Regions from separate parts of the Mus musculus genome. Here all the other regions are linked to region 4. Evidence: chromatin contacts called from public ChIA-PET and HiChIP or PLAC-seq data. All regions are on one chromosome and are shown on one strand. Each heading gives the region's core, a stretch centred on a gene start, on an enhancer-like site or on the middle of the called end of the contact. The rest is flanking DNA. Distances are from core to core; before and after follow the strand shown.

What was found. ChIA-PET counts read pairs in DNA pulled down with a chosen protein or histone mark. HiChIP or PLAC-seq counts read pairs in DNA pulled down with a chosen protein or histone mark.
Region 1: an H3K27ac HiChIP or PLAC-seq map of embryonic fibroblasts shows a contact between it and region 4, with 4 times the contacts expected there. The contact joins two enhancer-like sites.
Region 2: a contact with region 4 is called in an RNA polymerase II ChIA-PET map of effector CD8 T cells, with 6 read pairs. The contact joins two enhancer-like sites. A contact is called at or near these places in 2 of 15 datasets of contacts at CTCF or cohesin (both in the NIH/3T3 cell line), 4 of 115 datasets of contacts at active chromatin or transcription factors (CD8 T cells, effector CD8 T cells and embryonic stem cells) and 1 of 9 other capture datasets (pancreatic islet).
Region 3: an HNF4G HiChIP or PLAC-seq map of pancreatic cancer cells shows a contact between it and region 4. The contact joins two enhancer-like sites. A contact is called at or near these places in 1 of 115 datasets of contacts at active chromatin or transcription factors (pancreatic cancer cells) and 1 of 9 other capture datasets (liver).

What each region holds. Positions count from the first base shown.
Region 1 is chr7:80,752,330-80,755,469 of GRCm38.p6, forward strand. It overlaps Iqgap1 (IQ motif containing GTPase activating protein 1), which reads right to left. Exons shown (of 38, transcript NM_016721.2): 12 at 1-24. It also overlaps the pseudogene Gm18392. Among named protein-coding and RNA genes, the nearest start is that of Iqgap1, 49 kb to the right of the region's middle. Within about 2 kb of position 1,537, at least 120 of the 459 cell types and tissues checked have an H3K27ac peak or open chromatin away from gene starts, as enhancers often do. A contact at or near this core is called in embryonic fibroblasts, where this site is marked.
Region 2 is chr7:80,918,024-80,920,904 of GRCm38.p6, forward strand. All of the region lies in intron 4 of Sec11a (SEC11 homolog A, signal peptidase complex subunit), which reads right to left. The region is part of intron 2 of Gm51451 (a long non-coding RNA gene); the gene reads left to right. Among named protein-coding and RNA genes, the nearest start is that of Gm51451, 8.9 kb to the left of the region's middle. Within about 2 kb of position 1,483, at least 101 of the 459 cell types and tissues checked have an H3K27ac peak or open chromatin away from gene starts, as enhancers often do. A contact at or near this core is called in CD8 T cells and effector CD8 T cells, where this site is marked.
Region 3 is chr7:80,822,659-80,825,752 of GRCm38.p6, forward strand. No RefSeq gene overlaps it. Among named protein-coding and RNA genes, the nearest start is that of Iqgap1, 21 kb to the left of the region's middle. Within about 2 kb of position 1,468, at least 51 of the 459 cell types and tissues checked have an H3K27ac peak or open chromatin away from gene starts, as enhancers often do. A contact at or near this core is called in pancreatic cancer cells, where this site is marked.
Region 4 is chr7:81,178,473-81,181,334 of GRCm38.p6, forward strand. No RefSeq gene overlaps it. Among named protein-coding and RNA genes, the nearest start is that of Gm44968, 26 kb to the right of the region's middle. Within about 2 kb of position 1,314, at least 59 of the 459 cell types and tissues checked have an H3K27ac peak or open chromatin away from gene starts, as enhancers often do. A contact at or near this core is called in CD8 T cells, effector CD8 T cells, embryonic fibroblasts and 1 more, where this site is marked.

The DNA.
Region 1 (3,140 bases), core at 287-2,786, 430 kb before region 4:
TGATTGCTGCCACTGCTGCCAACCCTGAGGGAAAACAGGTCAGCGGGCAGTGGGCTGAGAGCCCTGGGCAGAAACAGTGCCTTGTTTGGTTTTTGAGACAGGGTCTCACTATGTAGCTCTGGCTGCCCTAGAACTATGTAGATCAGGCTGCCCTTGAACTCACAGAGATCTACCTGGCTCTATCTCTCTAGTGCTGGGATTAAATGGGTGCACAACCATGTCCAGCTGCTTTTTAAAAAAGATTTATTTTTATGTTGTGTATGATGTTTGGTTACGTGTGTGTGTGTGCTTGGTGTCCATGGAGATAAGAAGTGGGTGTCAGGTCCCCTAGAACTGGAGTTACAGGTGGCTGTAAGCCTGTAACTACCATGGGAGTGCTGGGAACAGAACCTGGTCCTCTACAGAGCAATAAGTGCCTTCAACCCCAGGGCCAGCAACACCACACACCAACCCCTCACAACCTGCTTTAAAAGGATTGTGGAATATATGTGTATATGCATGTTCACACGTGTATAGATGCATGTGGCAGGACACGTGTGGAGGCCTTTGATATTGGGTGCCTTGACCACTCTCTGAGACACTGAGGCAGGGTCCCCGCTTGTTTCAGGCTCATCTGCCCATCCATCTTGCCAACTATGCATTGGGATTACAGGGCAGCTGTCATGCCCACTGTGCTTTTACACAGATTCTAGGATTAGAACCCTGGTCCTCAAGCTTGAGCAAGGAACGTCTGGCCTGCTAAACATCTCGCTAGAAACCCACACTCCCATTTGCCACCCCAGCCCCACAAAAAACCACTGTGTGGCCCTAGTCTGCCTTTATTCACAGGAACTCTTCTACCTCAGGAGTTTCTGGAATTATAGGTATGGGGCACCAGATCTGGCTAGGGGGTCCCAACTTTTATAGAATAAAGCTCCAGTCTGTACCTATCGTATCCACCATGATGCTTGCTGTGGAACTTTTCTCTAAAACCCTCATTGAAGATGGCAGTGGCAGCCTGCAGTGGGGGTGGGCTACAGTAGCAGCAGCAGGGGCATGGACTCCAGTAGGAGCAGAACAGGGTCTTGTTGGTCAGGGATGAAGCCAGGCCCAAAGCTGAGCCCGGCACAGAGTGCAGAAAGCCAGAGAATGGCTTTACTGCTGAGCAGTAGCTGCAGAGGCCATGGAGTGGACACAGGCCTCTTGCAGGGTTGCACCAAGCTTGTGGCTGAACTGAAGATCTAGAGAGCCAAGCACCCACATTTCAAACCACCTACCCTAAGGATTCTTGTTTGCCCAACTCTGAGCCTATGGACTGGGCTCTATGAACAAGGATCCTCCCCTAAGTTTGAAACACAGAGCCCACAGGCAGCACAGGAGGCCGTACAGACCAGCAGGCCATCATGCCAGGTACCCTGTGCCAGCTGGCTATCACCCAATATCTGCTCTCAGGCAAGTGACTGATTTACCTGGCACCTAATTTCAAGCTAGACTATGCCGGACTAGCACTGTCTGGTCTGTGGTTGAAAGGCAGCTTTAGGAGCCTGAGGTGACCTCATGGGCCAGAGAGAGTAGGCACTGAGTCATATGTATTTAAATAGATATCCTCATACAGTGCTTGGGTTTCCTGTAGGTTGATTCTGCCATCTAGGCTACAGGCATTAAGGATCTGTTTACCTATAAACCAATAGTCACCTCTACCTGTCTGTCTCCTGAGCTGATTAAGAGCTGGCACCTCTGCCACACTTTATATGAGAGCTTCTCCAGTTTGCAAACAATGCCTATGTCTTGCTAGTGCTAGACTGTCAGCCATATGCACTCAGATAGCAGGGCCAAGTTCAGAAAAACATCTGCCCCACTGCTAGAGGCAGTTCCTCCTGTCTTCCTCTTCCTCATTCCGAGAAGCCAAACCCCCAGGTTTTGAAAGTTACTTTATTTCAGAGTTGTCTGCACCTTTGGTTCCCTAAAATGTTTGCCCTCTGTGCAGGACTGACTTCAGTTGCCCACAGGCCAGGCCCTCAGCCTCCCTGAATTGCCCAGGATCTCCAGCTGAGCATGCTCAAGGGAAGGGCCACTTCTGCAGTGGACTGCGCCCTTTGTTTTCCTGCAGTCCTCAGGAGTAAGAGAAAAAACCTGGTGTTTTGTGCTAAGAGGAAAACTCATAGCTTTGAGTGCCTCCAAAAATAAACTAGAGAGAGCACACACTAGCAGCTTAACAGCACACCTGAAAGCTCTAGACCAAAAAGAAGCAAATACACCCAAGAGGAGTGGACAGCAGGAAATAGTCAAACTCAGGGCTGAAATCAACCAGATAGAAACAAAAAGAACTATACAAAGAATCAACAAAACCAGGAGCTGGTTCTTTGAGAAAAATTGAAAAACCAATCAATCTTTCTTTCTCTCTCTCTCTCTCTCCTTCCTTCCTTCCTTCCTTCCTTCCTTCCTTCCTTCCTTCCTTCCTTCCTTCCTTCCTCCCTCCCTCTCTCCCTCCCTCCCTTCCTTCCTTCCTCTTCCCCTCCCTCCCTCTCTCCCTCCCTCTCTCCCTCCCTCCCTTCCTTCCTTCCTCTTCCCCTCCCTCCCTCTCTCCCTCCCTTCCTCGTATACTTTGGGGTTTTTTTTGTTTGTTTTATTGTTTTTTTTTTTTTTTTTTAATTTTTCGAGACAGGGTTTCTCTGTGTTCCCCTGGCTGTCCTGGAACTCATTCTGTAGACCAGGCTGGCCTCGAACTCAGAAATTCGCCTGTCTCTGCCTCCCAAGTGCTGGGATTAAAGGCGTGCGCCACCACGCCTGGCTATTCTTTGTTTTTTTTTATCAAATATAATCTAACAGGAATCAAACTGAAAAAGGAAACTTCAGTTGAGAAACTGTCTCCATCAGATTGTGTAGTAGGCAAAAGATCATTGAGTATTTTCTTGACTGATGATTTACATTGCAAGTGCCATCCTGAACAGCTGGAATAAGAAATTAGTCTGCACAGATAGTAATTCTATTCCTTCATGACCTCTTCTTCAGTGCCTGCCTCCAAGTTCATGTTTGAGTTCCTGTCCTGACTACCATTCATAATGTACTGTAAGATATAAGATGAAATAAACTTTCCTTTCCAAACAAAACAAAACAAGCAAACCAATCAACCCCTGGCGTTTCTCGAGCTGGACCTGGGA
Region 2 (2,881 bases), core at 233-2,732, 260 kb before region 4:
AGAAACCCAAATGTTCACCTTTCTTCCTTCTCCCCACCACTGGCAGACTCTGAGTACACTGGCCATAATGTGGCACTGGGCCAAGTGGACTTCAACTCTCTCATCACGGCCCACTTTCACTGTGTGCATAGACCCTTCCTGCCATGCCACAGGCCAGAGAAACAGAAATCACCTCCCAGTTAACACCTCCGAATCAAAGCCATAGGCAAACTGCAGCAGACACTGTTTTTAGTGTCGTCACTTCCTGTTAACAACTCTTCTTACTTTCCATCTCCTGTATTCTCTTTTTAGAGTCCTTCTCCCTCCCTTCCCCCAAACTGCTTTCCACTGCTAATGTTTCTCAACAGTCAGATCTTCTTTAACAGTCACTTGGGGCTGCAGCTGGAGCTCAGAAGGCAGAATGCCGGCCTAGCATAAAGGCATGAAGCCCTGGGTTTGATCTCTGACACCACACAATTCAGGTGTGGGGGTGCACACTTAAATTCCAACATTTGAGAAGTGGAGCCAGTATTCAGCTACAATAGAGAGCTTGAGGCCAGCTTGGACTGCATGAAACACAAAACTACCAGATACACTGTTCTAGTGTCCCCAGATTTTCTGAGCTTAAACAAATCCCTGAAACATGCACCCCAAACAATACTCAAGATGTTTAGGTCTGATTCAAGATGTGTACCTCAGGTACATGGTGGCAAGCAGTTTCACCTCAGCAAACTTGTGTCAACATGTGGCTCCTCCAAGAGCTGAAAAGAGACACCTACAAAGTATTGCTAAGCTCTGGGCAGAACAAGGCCACTTAACCACTGAGCCAACTATCCAGCCCCATATTTTAAATTCTCAAAATAGGGTCTCACTTTGCTGCTGCAAACAGCTTCCCCAAGCATCTACGACTACACATGTGCCACGGCACCTAGACACAAGCTTTACATTTTATTCACATGTGATTTACATGCATTTTATGGCCTATCAGTTTTTATGGGGTATTTTAATACATATATACAGTGTACACTAAACACATCAAGTTAATTAGCATTTCCACTTTATCATCAAAGCCTGTGGCACACTTTAGGGGCAGCCATTTTGCCCGATGCACTTTACTTCCTGTTAAGAATACTTCCTCTTCTGTGGGGACAGCATTGTCTGGAAGCCTCCAGCGTCACTGTCCCGTTCCCTCCTTTATCTCATTCTTTATCACTGCAGCATTTGTACCAACTCTCCTGCCCTTCTCTCCTCTTTTTCTGACACTGCTTTCTTTTCTGTGATTAACAGATCCAACTTTCTGGTTTCCCAAAGTCATCTCTATTAAGTAGTTTTAGTTGGTACAGTATTAGTTTCATTTCTAAAAATTTTATTACATGCTACAAGATGAATTAACCTTGAAAATTAGGATAGGTAAGAGAAACCAAACGCAGAAGACCACAACTGTGATACTGTCTACACAAGACACCCCACGAGCCATGCCTACACTGCAGGTTAGCACTGTCAGCAGCTGCAGGAAGAAGGGCGTGGCCTGCGCCTGCTAAGAGTGTCGAGAGAAATGATCTGGAATTAGATAGTAGTGTTGGTTGCACAAACTTGTAGATATACTAAAATCTGTGAACTATGCCCCTTAAAATAGAGACTCTTACATGTGAATTCTGTTTCAGTAACATTTTTAGACATAATCGGCTCAGAACCATTGGTGTCAGTGTGGAGTAAACCAGAAACCCCCCTTTTTTCACTGAGAGGTAGCTGTACCACAGACCAGGCTCACCTGAAAGAGTGAGGTACAGCTCGACTCTGAGATATCAGCTTAGTGTTTTACAAATACAATTTCCACAAAGGAAGGTGACTCATTACATTAGGTGTCGAGCTCAGAGGCAGGAGAGTCGATGAGAAGTGAGTTGGGCAGAAAAGCCTGTCTGCCAGCTGTCCACGTCCCAGGTGGTTTATATTTCATAGAATCAATACTTAACTCACATTATTACATTTTTTATTAAAAGCCACTAAAGGGTTTATACTGCCAAAATTGAGATTTTAGTTTAAATTTTATATAGTTTAGAACTTTAAAAAAATTCTTCAAAAAGAAGTTCCTAGGGAGGAAGCCTGAGTACTCTAACCTGGAAAATAATATGTCTTTTTTTTTTTTAACCCAACCCAGGGCTGCCTAGGCAGCCACAGTGACAGACAAAGAAGAACCAAATGCACACAAAGGGACATTCTTACACAGAAGAAGCACACAGAAAGAATTTGTCAAAAAGTGTTAAAATGTGCATATTCTTTACTTAGTAACTGTTTTTTATATTTTTACTGGGAAGACTGGGTAGAACTACTGGATATATCTAACAACAGCAGTGTTCACAAAAGCAAACTAGAAATAGTGCTAACCAGGGCCAATGCTAGGACAGCCAGTAGCCATCTGAGCTTCCCAGGGACTGGAGAGCTAGCTCTGTGAGTGATGATAAGTGTATTGATGTGTAAGTACACTAATGGCCTTGGAGTGAAAAGGTCATTACATGTACAATAGTGTGACTATTCTCTTATATAACAAATGTTGTCAGGCGTGGTGGTGCACGCCTTGAATCCCAGCACTTGGGAGGCAGAGGCAGGTGGATCTCTGAGTTTGAGGCTGGCCTGGTCTACAGAGTGAGTTACACAGCGAAAACCTCTCAAAAAATTAATGGCAGTGGAAGAAAGTAAAGCAACCCCACTTTCCAGTGACTGGGTGCCACGCACTCAGGTCGAGTCAGCTTGACAGGCTGTGAAGCCTAAAAGCCACTCACGAGGCAGAGAGTTTCAAGGAAGCTCACCTCCTGGAGTTTATCCATATACTCATATTCTATTCCCGAATTAGTCTGGTGTATGGATCTACGAGCTCTCTTTTAATATTTTATTATAAATGCCT
Region 3 (3,094 bases), core at 218-2,717, 360 kb before region 4:
AAAGTGAGTTCCAGGACAGCCAGAGCTATACAGAGAAACCCTGTCTGGAAAAACCCAAAAAAAAGAAAAAAAATACTTTTTTCATTTTCTTATGTAGTTATTGACTTTTGAGGGTGTAGTGCCACTTTTTGTTGTTGCCTGTTTGTTTTGTTGAGACAAGGTCTTACTCGTAGCATTGCTGCCCTGGAACTCACAGACATCCATCTACCTCTACCTGCTGTTTTTTTGGTTGGTTGGTTTAAGTTTGTTTGTTTGTTGTTTTGGTTTTAATTTTATTTCTTTATTTTATGGATATGGATATTTTGCCTGTGTGTGTGTATTGTACCGCTTATATGTGTGGCGCTCACACAGGTCAGAAGAGAGCATCAGATCCCTGGACCTGGAGTTACAGGTGGCTGTGAGCCACCATATGGGTGCTGGAAATTGAACCCAGGTCCTCTGCAAGAACAGTCGGGTCCCCTAACCACGGGACCACCTGTCCAGCCCTGGTTAGTTTAGTTTTTGAAACAGGGTCCTTATGTTGAGGTCTGGTCTATTACTATGTATTGTGATGCTAACTACTGGCCAAGGTCGTCTAAGGGATGAGAGAATCGTCAGGTACAGCAAGTGCTGCCATGTAACCCTGCTCCTTTGTTTAAAACTACTGCTTGAATAAAGATGCCTACAGCCTATAGCTGGGCAGGAGAGAGGCAGGCTGAGGTTTAGTTCCCTAGTGTGGGGTCTGAGGCAGAGACTGTGAGGGGAAAGGAGAGGTGTAGCAAGGAGAAGACAGCACAGGGTAGGTGAGTCATAAAAACGTGGCCATGAGGGCTGGCCAATTGGAGTTAAGAGCGGCCCAGATGGAACATGGCAAGTTATAACTTGGGGTTATAGCTACGGAAGTAGACACTAATAGCTTAGAGGGTAGATATCTGCAAGCTCTAGTGCTTTATAGGCGTCTCATAAATATAAAGGTTTTGTGTCTTTAATCTGGGAACTGAATGATCTAAGGTGGTGTAGAAACCCACAGTTGAGATTAAATATTTATTATAACCCACTATGCAGCCCCAGCTGGCCTGGAACTCACTATGTAGACCAGGCTGGCCCTCAGCTGACAAATATCTGGAATTCCAGGTGCTCAGCACCACGCCTGGATGAACACAGGTAATGTAATTCTTGTTTATTCAGTTGTATTTTCTAATAATTCTGAAAATGTGTGGGTATAGCTCAGGATTTTTTTTTTTTAAATGATGCATCAGGAAGGGAAGGAGAGGAGGGGGAAAAAAAAGGTGACTTCCTCAAAATCAAACGGTCACATTTCTGTTTCCCTATCCTGCCTTGGAAGTGCACACGACCCTGGACAGGGGAAAGGCAGTAAAGTAGCTGCCATGAAGGAATGTTCAGCTGCACAAGTATTCAGAGAAGTACAATGTGAGCAGCACGGAGTCCTCCTCTCTGTTAAATAAGCAAGGCTGTTTCTCACGGAGGAGGGCGTGGTGCAAGCAGTAGTCAGTTATTACTGCTGATAACATTATGAAGTGGTAGATCCACTTACAAGAATTGGCAGGAAGAACTAGAGCTGTAAAAACGTTCACACCCTGGGAAAAGAATCATTCTTTTCTGAAGGGGAAAAGAAATGATGTGCACACGAGGGTGGCTAATGTGAGGGCATTGCCTGTTCAGACAAGAGACCCAAGTGTAGAGGTTTGTAGACCGGTAAACATTACAAACCTTCTGGCCATGTATCTAACCGACTGGTAGAGAGTAGGGGAGAGTTCATAGCACTTGAGGCTTGGGTTCAATTCCCAGCAATACAGACATGGGAAAAGGTTGGGCGGCAGGAAGGTTTTGGTGTCTGTTCAGGGCCCAGGAACCTTGGATTGACTCCCACTCGCTATAACTCAGTTTTATGAGGTCTGAGTAGAAAGGTCACAGTCTACAGGAGAATGTCCTGTTTTCCTATTTGTCATTGTGGTATTTGGCCTTTTAAGACAGGGTCTCTCCCTTTTTTGCTTTTAATTACATTTTTATTTATTTTGTGTAGGGGTGAATGGGTGTGGACATGTGGGGTTTTCCCATGTCACAGAGCACATGTAGAGGCCAGAGGAACGCTTGTAGCAGTCAGATCTCTGCTTTCCCATGTGGGTGCCAGGGATCAAACTGTAGTCACTATGTTCGGTGGCAAACACCCTCACCCACTGTGCCCTCTCACGGGCTCCATCCATCCTGTAATTCTGTTTACATTGTTCCTCTGCCTTTCAAAAAAAAAAAGTTTGCCTATCTCTCATGACCTAGATCAGTCCTTCCTTCCTTCCTTCCTTCCTTCCTTCCTTCCTTCCTTCCTCCCTCCCTTCCTCCCTCCCTCCCTCCCTCCCTCCCTTCCTCCCTTCCTTTTTCTTTCTTACAACTTTTATTTTGTGTGTATGAGTGTTTTGCCTGCATTTATGTCTCTCCACCAGTTCCATGCCTGGTACCCACAGAGGCTAGAAGAGGGTGTCAGAGCCTCTGAAACTGGAGTTACAAATGGTAAACCATGTGGGTCCTGAGAATCCAGGTCCTCTAGAAGAGCAGCCAGTGTTCGTTCTCTCTCTCTCTCTCTCTCTCTCTCTCTCTCTCTCTCTTGGTTTTTCAAGACAGGGTTTCTCTGTATAGCCCTAGTTGTCCTGGAACTCATTCTGTAGACCAGGCTGGCCTTGAATTTAGAAATCCACCTGCCTCTGCCTCCCAAGTGCTGGGATTAAAGATGTGTGCCACCACTGTCTGGCTCACAGACCAGTGGTCTTAACTGCTGAGCCATTTCCTCTCTCTCTCTCTCTCTCTTTCTCTCTCTCTCTCTCCCTCCCTCCCTCCCTCTCTCCCTCTCTCTCCCTCTCTCCTCCTTTTCTTTTTCGAGAGGGTCTCACTCTATAGTCCAGGCTGGCCTTACATTTATAGCAATCCCCCTGCCTCCCAGGCATAAGCTACCACACCCAGCTTCTTCACCTAGATGGTAAGCACTGAGATCAGTAACTCACCTGAGGGAAGGAGTGTCATCACTGGCATTGTGGTCATTGACATTTATGGAGCAGATAGTGTTCCAGGTGCTGTCCAGAGCTATGTGTGTCATCCTATCAAC
Region 4 (2,862 bases), core at 64-2,563:
GGTGGGCTGGGCTGGGGTTTGAAGGATCCTCCTGTCTCTGCTTCCAGTATTCCATTAGCAGTGCTGTGGTTATAGATGTGTGAGCTATTGGCTCGCCCTTTCTATAGCTCTGGGGTTTGAATTCAGGGCCTCAGATTTGTACCACAAGCAGTTCAATCACTGAGCCATCTCCCCAGCCCAGGCCACAATTATGTTAAAAAGCCTCAATTCTTAACTGTTGGAGTTAATAAACCTACTTTTTAAATTGTCATGAAATTGTCTGCATTGTTACGCCCAATTTCTGTACCTACATTATTACAGATATGAAACTACTAATCCATAGCCTACCGTATTTCCATTTTAAAACTATGTATTTCTGTGGGAGTCTGCACGCACTACAGCATGCATATAGAGGTCTGAGGATGACCTGTGGAGTGGGTTTTCTTCTTTGTCTTCTTCTTCTTCTACAGTGTGGGTTCCAGAGAACAAACTCAGGTTGTCAGGCTTGGTGGCAATCACCCTCACCCATGGAGCCAGCCCCTCAGCTCCATGACTTACATTTTGCACAGCTTTGCCCTCAAAGTATTTTTAGCTAGTTAGAACTATTCAGAGATTTTTATATGCTCAGGGCTGGGCCTGTGTTTGAAATTCTCTCCAGAGAGCTGGGACAAGGCAGACTGTGTGTGTGTGTGCGCGATTTTTAACTTTTGGACACGGGGTTTCATATATACCGTGCTGGCCTCAAGCTTCCTATGTAGCCAAAGATGAAGTTGAATTTCTGATCCTCCTGCCTCCACCTCCTGAGCGATGAGATCATAAGTGTGTACCACCAGACCCAGTTTCTGTGGTTCTGAAGATCAGAGGCTCTGTGACTGCAGGGCAGGCACTCCTGCTAACTGAGTGGAAGCCGCTTTCTTGTGCGAGAATGTTTTGAGGACAATAGAAGTCTGAATAATCGATACAAATACGCCTTGTGGGGACAGTAGCGTGACTCCCGTCCCTAGTGTGGGCGACTGTTAGAAGTGGTTCCAAGGAACATGGCATGGAGGCAGAGGAGGTAAGAAGGGAAGTTTGCAGGAGAGAGGCCTCCTGGGTATGGTTAACACCAGTGAGGGGGTGGGGAGGTGCCTCTCCGGAGGCAGCGCCCTGCCCCTCTGTGGTCTCCCTCCCTCAACCTACAACCTCAGTCTAAACAGGAGGAAAACATTGAACAAACTCAAACCATGACATAATCTACAAAATATCTAACCACGATGCCACAGAACTGTCAGAGCCTTCGCCCACAAGGAAAACCTGCCCAGTGGAACCTAGGGAGACATCATGACTAAGTGTGATATTGTAGTGGTTGGTGTGTTGTCGCCCCTCCCCCCAGAGCTGGAGCACAGATCCCCAGCATGTGTGAGTGCAGCCTTATTTGGAAATAGATTGCTAGAGTTGGATTTAGAGTATTTTCCTGAAGGTAAAATATTGGGGGGGGGGGGGGAGGCTGTTGGTCCTCAGCCTGTGAGATGGCGGAGATGGGGCCTAGTGGGAAGTAAGAGGTGAGTTCACTGGGGAGCTACTTCAGTGGAGAAGAATCAGGACCCCACTTCCTTCCTATTTCTCTTTCTGTGCTTTCTGATCACCTAGATGTGACCCTAAACAACAGAGCCAAATGACCACAGACCAAAACTTCTGAAACCATGATCCACATAAGCCTTCTTCCTAGCAAGTGGGTTCCCAGACATTTTTGCCATAGTGACAGGCATGACTAACACACAGGTCCTGAAGATGTAAGTTAAGGATCTAGGATGAAATCGTCCTGGATTTAGGAGTGACAGGTATGAAGTGGAAGGGACAGGGAGATCTGAGACTCTCAGATGCATAAATGCACACAGAAGAAAGCCACGTGACTACGGAGGGAGATTAGAGCCCTGATCCCACAAGCGGGGGGGGGGGGGGGGGGGGGGAAGGGATGAGGGGCAAAGAAGGAGCCTCTGAGCTGGACATGGTGACTCATGCCTTTAATCCCAGCACTCGGGAGGCAGAGGCAGGAGGATTTCTGAGTTTGGAGCCAGCCTGGTCTACAAAGTGAGTTCCAGGACAGCCAGGGCTATACAAAGAAACCCTGTCTCGAAACAAACAAACAAACCAAAAAAGGAGCCTCTGGTCTCTGTGGAACTTAGCCGATTGACAGCCTCAGCCCCCAGAACCCTGAGGATACACCTCTGTTGTTGTAACAATGTTATGGCACTGGACTAAGGCAGCCCTAGGAGACTGATACAGGCGTCCTGCCCGAGATCCTGGACAAACACACCAGTGTGTGTGGGTCTCTCCAGCCACCATGACCAGCAGAGTAATGATCAGCCAGAGGCGAGAAGGCAGTTCAGTTTAATACAACTAAGTAGCCGGCGTTGGTTCAAACTTGGTCTGACCTGGAGCTGTTTATTTCATGCATATTTAAGCACGGCACAGTTTGGTGAAAGAGTGAGTGTGTTAATTAACCCATGCCCATGTCACAACAAAACTTAAGGTGTGACTATCTCAAAACTCTTTTTGAAGCACACGTGACTCCTTCCATAATGATGGGTTCTATAGATTGACTACATGTGACTCCTTCCATAGAGATGGGTTCCATAGATTGACACACTCAGGATAAGAGTCTGGGAGAGCATCTGATATAGTCTCAGCCATACAGATAGTACAAAGGTCACCAGGCTATTAACCTTGTGTTGTTTAAAATTCCTGGTTACCCTAGTTCAATGGCTCTCAGCCTTCCTATTGCTGCATCCCTTTAATATAGAACCTCATGTCATGGTGATCCCCAACCATAAAATTATTTCATTGCTACTTTATAACTAGTCTTGCTACTGATATGAATCATAATGTAAATATCTGTGTTTT